Linked DNA regions of Danio rerio: region 2 is linked to region 1. The links are chromatin contacts, called in public HiCAR-type maps. All regions are on one chromosome and are shown on one strand. The core of a region is the stretch at or near the end of the contact, and the rest is flanking DNA. Distances in the headings are between cores, read along the strand shown.

Region 1 (4,424 bases), core at 160-2,659:
TCATTTAAAACATACACAGTGCTCAGCATATATGAGTACACCCCCACAAATCTCTCATTTAAATTCATATTTTCTGTAAGATGCTTTACAATATTTAATTTGTGCATATAGTTTAGTTAGTGTTGAAGCCAAATCTGGAGCTTATCTGACAAAATAAATTCAAACATTACTAGCCCAAATGCATATGTTGGGGAAAAATATTTAATAAATTTTTTACAAATAGCAAAAATCAAGAGAAACAAAAATATATAAAATTTTGTTAAAATGATGTAGTTTGTATTTTTGTTTTGCAATATTTCGCATGAATATATTTGTATTATCTTTCCATTTCTAAAGATGTTTCTGTGACTAAAATATTATATTAATAAATATATCTGTTTAATAAATCTGTTTTGTTCAAATGCACCAATATATATTACCCATATTCACTGAGAAATTTATAAAAAATATTCATTTTCTAAATGGGGTGTACTCGAGCACTGTAAATCCCATCGAAGTTATAATTATCTTTATCATTAAAAAATAAGTGTACAGTTTACAATTGTAATAGTACTATTATCATCATAGCACCAAATATTTCGAACCAACCAAACTTTTAAAAATGTTTTCTATAAGGTTATGATGAAATGAAAACTGCCAGAGAAACAGAAGTAATCAATTAAGCTTAAAGATCAGATTTTTAATTTATTTTCTGAATGTTGCTTTATGCCAAAGAGGACAGTATTATTATTTCAGAAACAATTCATTTCATTGTAAAGAACTCTAGATTTGACAACTAGTTATGTCAGCTAGTTTAAAACCTTTTCTACAAAAACTGAAAAATGGCATTACCATCACACACAATTTGACAAATCCTCCCAACCATAAATTAGACTATACAAAAAATGCAAACCTTTTATGGTCCCTAACAGAAGAATAGCTTAACAATATGGCATATAACATGTGGAAAAAAGCTAAGCAAAGAAATAATAAATAAATCAACATTAAAGTGTACTGCAATACTGAACACAATATTAAAACACATCAAGTCCATCATCAAATGCCGGACAAAATCCTCAAATAGACATATAAGTTTTGAGGTAAATAAAACTAACTCTAAACTTCGCAAAACTTGCATACACCTCGTAAAGTTGCAGAACTTTTTCTGTGTTGATGTTAAACGAGCATCACGCGTCTAAATGTCTATTCAAAATACTCCTGAAGTAATTCACATAACGTACAGAAGTATCATAACGTATCAAACTCCACTAGTCGAGTACCAATAAATCAGTATAAAATTCTAAAATATTCACTTACTTAAAAAGCACATCTGGATCATTGCAATTGCGCATATACACTTGAAGCCAAAATATATCCGAAACACCGTTAAATCCCCGGTCCCTTCAGTCACGAAAACCGAAATAATGCTGTGTCTGTGTGAGATTCACATTCCGCTCGGCTTCACCCCGCCTTCTAGCGTCCATCCAACTTCTGATTGGCTCTGGTGAGCTGAGAGGCTGGGTTTCCGCCCTCTGACTGCAGGTGTACATGCACTACTGTCGATTTATTGACCCACAGGGCTTCAGTTTTTCTGAAAAAATATTAAATAGTGGTTTAAGTGGAAAGTTTTTATAATTTATTGTCGATGTTTGATATTTAAGACCATCACAAATCGCTAAGGAATTGTAAATCTGTGCTCCAGATTAGAAATTAACTGAGAGCCATAGGAGAGGTTCTGTTTTGGATAGAGATTTGATCCATCTAGTGGCCGGAGCTATAAAACAGGGAACACAAAGCAAAGTTAGCATTTAGTCTTTGGAAAATGGATTACTGTAATCAATCATTTAAATATAAACTGCAGTGAATGAACCACCAATTTATCCAACAAGTTTTTATCCAGCCGCAACCCATCTCTGGGAAACATCCACACACACACACTCATACACTACGGACAATTTAGCCTACCCAATTCACCTGTACAGCATGTCTTTGGACTGTGGGGGAAACCGGAGCGCCCAGAGGAAACCCACGCGAAGGCAGGGAGAACATGCAAACTCCACACAGAAACGCCAACTGAGCCAAGGTTCGTACCAGCGACCCAGTGACCTTCCTGCTGTGAGGCGACAGCACTAAACTACTGCACCACTGCCTCGCCCGTATTATTGTTTAAATAAGTTTGTTTATTTATTACAAGTTTTGTTTTTTATTCACTCATATTTGTTAAACGTTAGCTTTAACTAACAAATCTGAGAATCTGGAATAAAAAATAAAGTAAAGAAAACTATTTTTAAGTTTTTAATTTTAGTTTTCAATAATAACTCACACACACACACACACACACACACACACACACACATATATATATATATATATATATATATATATATATATATATATATATATATATATATATATATATATATATATATATATATATACACACAGGGTGTGCCATTTATATGGATACATCTTAATAAAATGGCAATGGTTGGTGATATTAATGTCTTGTTTGTGTCACATTAGTATATGTGAGGGGGCTTGTAAATAACTCATGAAAGAACACAATTACGTTAAAACCAAGCACACAATTTTATTTTTTTATTTTTTTGTGAATATCCCAATAAGTTTATTTAGGTGTATCCATATAAATGGCCCACCCTGTATATCTGTCCTCCGTTTCCACCCACACCTGCAGTTTTACACATGCAGTTAATAATGGTTTATTGTCTTTAGAGTGCTTCACAACATTAACCAAAGACAAGACAGTGACCAAACAATTCCCCAGAACATTTAAAACATCCAGAAATGTTAAAATTGCCCAAATTTTCACAATAAACCACACTAAAAGAAAAAAAAAGTGTAACTCTGAAATCTAATCATATGTTGTCCCTTATTTATGGTCAAGCACTAATACTGTCATTCCCTCAGCAGATATGGTTTACATAAAGCATCATACATCACTGCAGTGAACCAGTCAATCCGGCCTGACAGCTCATTTCACAGAACAAGGAGACAGACTTTACAAAATATTACATTACAGCGGATGCTTGGCATTTCAGATGTGGCAGAGCAATGCAATATAATCTTATAAACTGACTGATAGTTACATATAAGGACATTATTATTAGCCTGTTGTGCAGGAAATAACAGGAAATGTTAGTATAGAAATATATATCACCATAGAAATATTATTACAGCAAATATTCATCTAAGCGTTAAGGGGGTGGAAGACATCAATCGTCTTGGCCAGCTCAAGCCAATAAATAACCCTGACAGTTTAATAATAGTTAATAATTAGTAACAAGGAAGTGAAATAATTTGTAAATCCTAGCTGCTGTTTTTTTTTTTTCTTTTTCTACGAAAAGACATGGAAAGACAGATATTGTGAACTCTTTGTCTTCTTTTTTCCCTTATCTGTAAGCTTATCAAACCTGCCTAGTTAATTCCTTGTTTTAATAATTTTAGTTGCATTAACTCAGCCATAGCTCATATTTTATTTACAATTTACAATCACAATAGAATATTCTGCATTGTAATACATTTGCATACCATACTTTTTCTAATATTTATTTTTCTTCAGCATAGTCTTTTATATATCTGGGGTCGCCACAGCAGAATGAACCGCCAACTATTCCAGCATATGTTTTACACAGCGGATGCCCTTCCAGCTGCTACCCAGTATGCATACACACTCATTCACACTCATACACTAAAGCCAATTCAACTATACCCGCATATCTTTGGACTGTGGGGGAAACCGGAGCACCCGAAGGAAACCCATGCGCACACGGGGAGAACATGCAAACTCCTTTTTTAATGTGTAAACTAAAGTACAAAATGTTGTCTTTTGTGCTGGATTTTATAAAGATTCTAAACTAAACAGCGCCATCTGACGGTCTTTCCTGTAACATCTCATTTCCCCCTCCCTAATATACGTAATCGCGTTAATTTCGAGGTCCTTGAAGATGAGTACTACATAAAATGTAGATTGTGGATTCATTTCCGCGAATCGGTTCTTTCAAACTGTTCGTTTAAAATAGTGATATTAATGATATTTATAGACCTAAATACAATTATTTGAATATAATACCATAGTCATACATAAACAGCATTAGCGTACAATCAGAAAAAAACAATACAAATAACTTTTTAGAGAATTTTGAAAGCTTTGAAAGCCTAAGCAGGTTTGGACAATGTAAATCATAGGTGTCAAACTCCTGGAGGGCCGCAGCTCTGCACAGTTTAGTTTCAATCCTGCTTCAACACACTTAACTGTAGGTTTTAAACAAAACTGAAGGACTTAATTAGTTTGATCAGGTTTGTTTAATTAGGGTTGTGACTAAACTGTGCGGAGCTCTGTGCCTCCAGGAATTTTGACACTTGTGATGTAAACCGATGTAAAACTAATACTAAAACAACATCTTACAAACACTCCAATTAAAATG
Region 2 (4,450 bases), core at 1,182-3,681, 150 kb before region 1:
ATATATATATATATATATATATATATATATATATATATATATATATATATATATATATATATATATATATATATATATATATATTTGAGAAAATTACTACAGGTTTGCAGTTGAGATCAGACTTTTTTTAATAGACTGGCATTAATTAAAACATCCTTTTGACCTTTGAAAGGCTGTCAGGGGCTTTATCTTTGTTGTAGTTATTGCCTTTATTTATTTACGGAATTTATTTATTTTTCAACTTTTGTTGTTCCCCCTTATTACTTTATATTTATTTATTTATTTATTTATTTATTTATTTATTTATTTACTTATTTACTTATTTATTTATTTACTTATTTATTTATTTATTTATTTATTTGTTTATTTTAAGCTACCACTATTATTTATCTATTATTATAATTTCTATCAGTGATTATTTTCTATTTATTTGTTTCTTTTTTTGTGATTGTAAACATTCTAAGTAAATGTTATTTGTATACTATGTTTATAAAAACTTTAATAAAAACACAGTTTAAAAAAAATATTAAATTAGTCATTAAAACTATTGCTTAAAAATGTGTTGAAAAAAATCTCTCCATTTATCAGCACCTGAGAAATATTTGAAAAGAATTACAGGACTAATGATTTCACCATCAACTGTAGTTAAAAAAAATGGAGTTAATTACTATTAATTTGGCATGTATGGTTTGTTTCCTTCTTTCCTCTCAACTGCACGTCCTGCTTGCTTGAGAATCTGTTTTTTCAGCATTCAATGTCATAGTCAGAGCGATACACTCAGGCTGTGGCAACTGGTCGTCTGCTTCAAGTTTGACCACAGAATGGCTACATTCCCACCAGGAGCAGTTTACAGAGTCCCACAGAAAGCCCTGCTGCATAAATAGAGAAACTGAAGCCCTGTAGAGCTGATCTGATGGGAGCAGAGCCATGGCCCATTGCCCAGGGCAAGCATGTCCACACCTCAGCCTGTCCCACAGACCACTCAAGCCCTTGCCGCCCTCCTTCCCTTTCTCTAGCACCCTTCCACTCTTTCCCAAAGAAAAGATTTCCAAAAAGCTGAAGCTCATGAGAGAGACAACAGTGTGGCTTAGTGGTTAAAATATCCTGAAAAGCTGTAGGTGCAATCATCACACAGTAAAAAAAAATGTTGCTGCCTTAATAATTTTTGTTGAATCAAATGAATTTTTCTAGTCATCTCAACTTACATCAATAAAACTGATTAGAAATCTTAAATTAAACTTTAGTTAAAACCTGGTTAACTTATTAAACTGTTGTCTTGAATTTATGTCATTACTATTTTTACAGTATATTGTGGCCTTGATCAAAACTCTTCATGGAGTGGGACTAAATCTGAAATAAATATACAGTAGTGTTTTGTACTGTAAATGATGGAATGTAGCACAGAAAGAGATTATATGTGTGTAAAACGTCATTTTGTGTTAAATACTGATATTACAAATATTACTATGATTTTGGATCATTTACTTGTTGAACATTTTAATGCTTTTGAAATAGGCCATTTATACTTACAAATTAAGGCCACATAGCATTTACAGTTGAAACCAGAAGTTTACATACACTGTATAAAAGGCACATAACCATTTAAAATAAGTCAGATGTCAATGTGACTAGACTTTTTCCTTTTAGATAAGTCAGGATTATCAAATTTGTTTCTGTTTAATAGCAGAATAATGTGAGAGATATTTTTTGAGAAATTGTTATAACTATTATAACTAATAGTATATTATAACTAATATATAATACTATTATAGACGGAACTTGCAACCTTAGTTGGCTAACGATGGTTTTGGGAAACGCATCCCAGTACGGGTCGGTACGCTTTATTTATTATTAATTATTTAGTAGTCTCTTTATTTATTATTTTTTTAAATTTTATATAATTACAGACGTTACAGTGGGCTATTTCACATTATCACTGATCTGCAGCTATAATCAAACCCTGTTCATAGAAAGGCTAGTAATTAACATTTATTTATACATAAGTATTTATTATATTAAAGCCTTTGTTTAGTAAGAAGTGCTTCTTATAGGATGTGTGAACTTCAAGCAAAAATAATGTCGACTGCAACTTTCTCGTACACCACACCTACCACCGATTAAGTACCATTTGGTAGTAGAGACAACCCGTCAAGCCTGATAACATACGTGTCAACATTGGGATATGAAAATAAGGGATGTTCAGTTGTTTGAGTAATATAAATGCTAAGATCATGCGGTTAAATGCGTAAATTTATTCACAAAGCACCCAGCCACAAAAAAGCCTGCATTCCTGCTTGCATAACAATATGAATGAGCTAAAGGCAGTCTGCTGGCTCTCATGTGCTCTTAAACACACGTAGCCTCTATGGGAACCCGCCAGTCCTGCGTCATTTCCCCCTCGAGCAAACCTGCTGACACTTCAGCAGCTATACACTGATTTATCTGACAGGCCCGGAGCGAGATTAGCCGTTGCATCATTACGCTGTTGTTCCAGGTGTGTGTAGTCAAAAGAAGAGCTTTTCTCTCTTACGTTTTTAATGATCTGTCTGGCAGCGGGGGAATCGGGAGCGTACAGGATTTTGCCCATCAGGAAAGGCTTGACCGAACGCCACACAATCCTTGTGACCGGATTGGACTCCAAATCCTTCATGAGGTCATTACAGAATGGAGCTGAAAGAAACAGCAGAAACACAAACAATCACACCAGTACCATTCATCTGTGTGGAATTAGAGCGTTTTTATTGTTGAACCTTTTAGTCTTTTGCTCTAAATATTAACTAAAAAAACTGAAAATGACTGAGTTTGTTTTTTTGTTTGAAACTCTTTTAATTTTGATTTTTATGTTTGGAGACTTTTTGACCTCAACTAAGCACTGCAATTCTAAAGCTTTGATTCCTGGAGATTCTTTGGCTACTCAAACCATCCTCATACCAGAGATAAACACAGACAGAAATCTTTTTCCCGCTGATTTACAGCACTTCTAGTTGACTAGAATGTCAACTTATTGCCTTGATGGTGGGAATGGGCATTCTGCTATTTTCTCGAAGCCACTTCTCCATTATGTGAAGCTTAATTACCTTTTGCTTCAAAAAACTAACAAAAAACCCAGCTCTGTTATTTGTTTTTACCAATTGTGATGAATGACTGAGTTATTTTAGTCTGTGTTCAACCTTATATTTACACCCTAATGAAACAGAAGTTCAGGGTTAAACAATCTCCTGTTTCTAATCACGCATTTGTGTAAAAAAAAAACTGAAATATCAGTGAGAATAAACTTCAAAAATAATTTTTTTTTTTTTTTTTTTTTTGTGTTCCTGGAGATTTGAGTCATGTGTGCATACAGTAACATTCCTAATCTTCTCAACGCGCTGCAGGTGATGCCACCCCCCTTAGATAAACTGTTTAGTTAAATTGTCATGCACACATAAAGTGCAGTGAAAATATAAATACCCCTTTATTAACCATAGGCTGTTAAACAAACAAAAACAGTTTGAGATGATGACGTATGATGTAATCTAGCAACATTTAGTAACTTTTTTGGGCAGAGCTTATCCCCTTTTCGTTTAAAATAGTTGGCAACACTGCACAAATGTAAATATATAAAACATATATATGTTTTATATATATAGTAACATATATATATATATATATATATATATATATATATATATATATATATATATATATATATATATATATATATATATATATACATTACTATGATACTATACTATATTTTTAGTGTCTGTGTCTGAGGTTTCTGTCACTAGCACTTCAAAGGTCCAGAAAGGTAGTGAAAATAAATCAGTTTATGAGACTCCATGCTTTTTGTTTAATTCATTGATTAATTAATGCAACGTGTAGTTACATTTTTTGAGAGGTGTGCATCAGCCACGGTGAAGGCTATGCGACCAAGTAAAGGCTGCACTGGACCATACGCTTGTGCTTGACGCAAAAGTATAAATCAGCCTTTAGAGTAAACACTCAAGCACCAAACTGCCTGTCGTAAACACCCACCTTATTCTGACGTAGATAAACAAAGTTGTTTTTACAGTGTTTCTTGCCACAAAACTGTTCTTGGAGCTTTGCATGATTACAATTTAACCACTGATGTCACATGGAATTTTGACAAGGTTTTTGGCACCTGCTCTAGACGTTAAATGTCTCTGCACCATTGCTTTCTATGGAGGATCAGAGAGCTCCGGGGTTTCATCTAAAATATCTTAATTTATGACATACAAAGGTCTCAGTGGATTGGAATTTAATTAATTAATATCAGAATTCTCATTTTTGGGTGGACAGTTTAAACAATGAAGACATTTTTACAGCAGTTTTATACAGTTGAAGTCAAAATAATTAATTTTTCCAAATTGTTTTTTTTATTGGAAATTTTTCCAATAAATTTCCAAATTGTGTTTATGAGAGCAAGAGTTTTTTCACAGTATTTCCT

The links. HiCAR-type assays count read pairs that join an accessible place to other places.
Region 2: a HiCAR-type map of caudal fin shows a contact between it and region 1, with 5 times the contacts expected there. The contact joins the enhancer-like site here to the promoter of arhgap29a in region 1. A contact is called at or near these places in 6 of 18 Hi-C or Micro-C datasets (caudal fin, embryo and an unstated tissue) and 2 of 4 datasets of contacts at active chromatin or transcription factors (caudal fin and gastrula embryo).

What each region holds. Positions count from the first base shown.
Region 1 is chr24:32,622,401-32,626,824 of GRCz12tu, reverse strand. arhgap29a (Rho GTPase activating protein 29a) reads right to left here and starts at 1,409. Exons shown (of 23, transcript XM_688135.10): 1 at 1,297-1,409.
Region 2 is chr24:32,772,347-32,776,796 of GRCz12tu, reverse strand. No RefSeq gene overlaps it. Among named protein-coding and RNA genes, the nearest start is that of abca4a, 32 kb to the right of the region's middle. Within about 2 kb of position 2,431, at least 14 of the 62 cell types and tissues checked have an H3K27ac peak or open chromatin away from gene starts, as enhancers often do. A contact at or near this core is called in caudal fin, where this site is marked.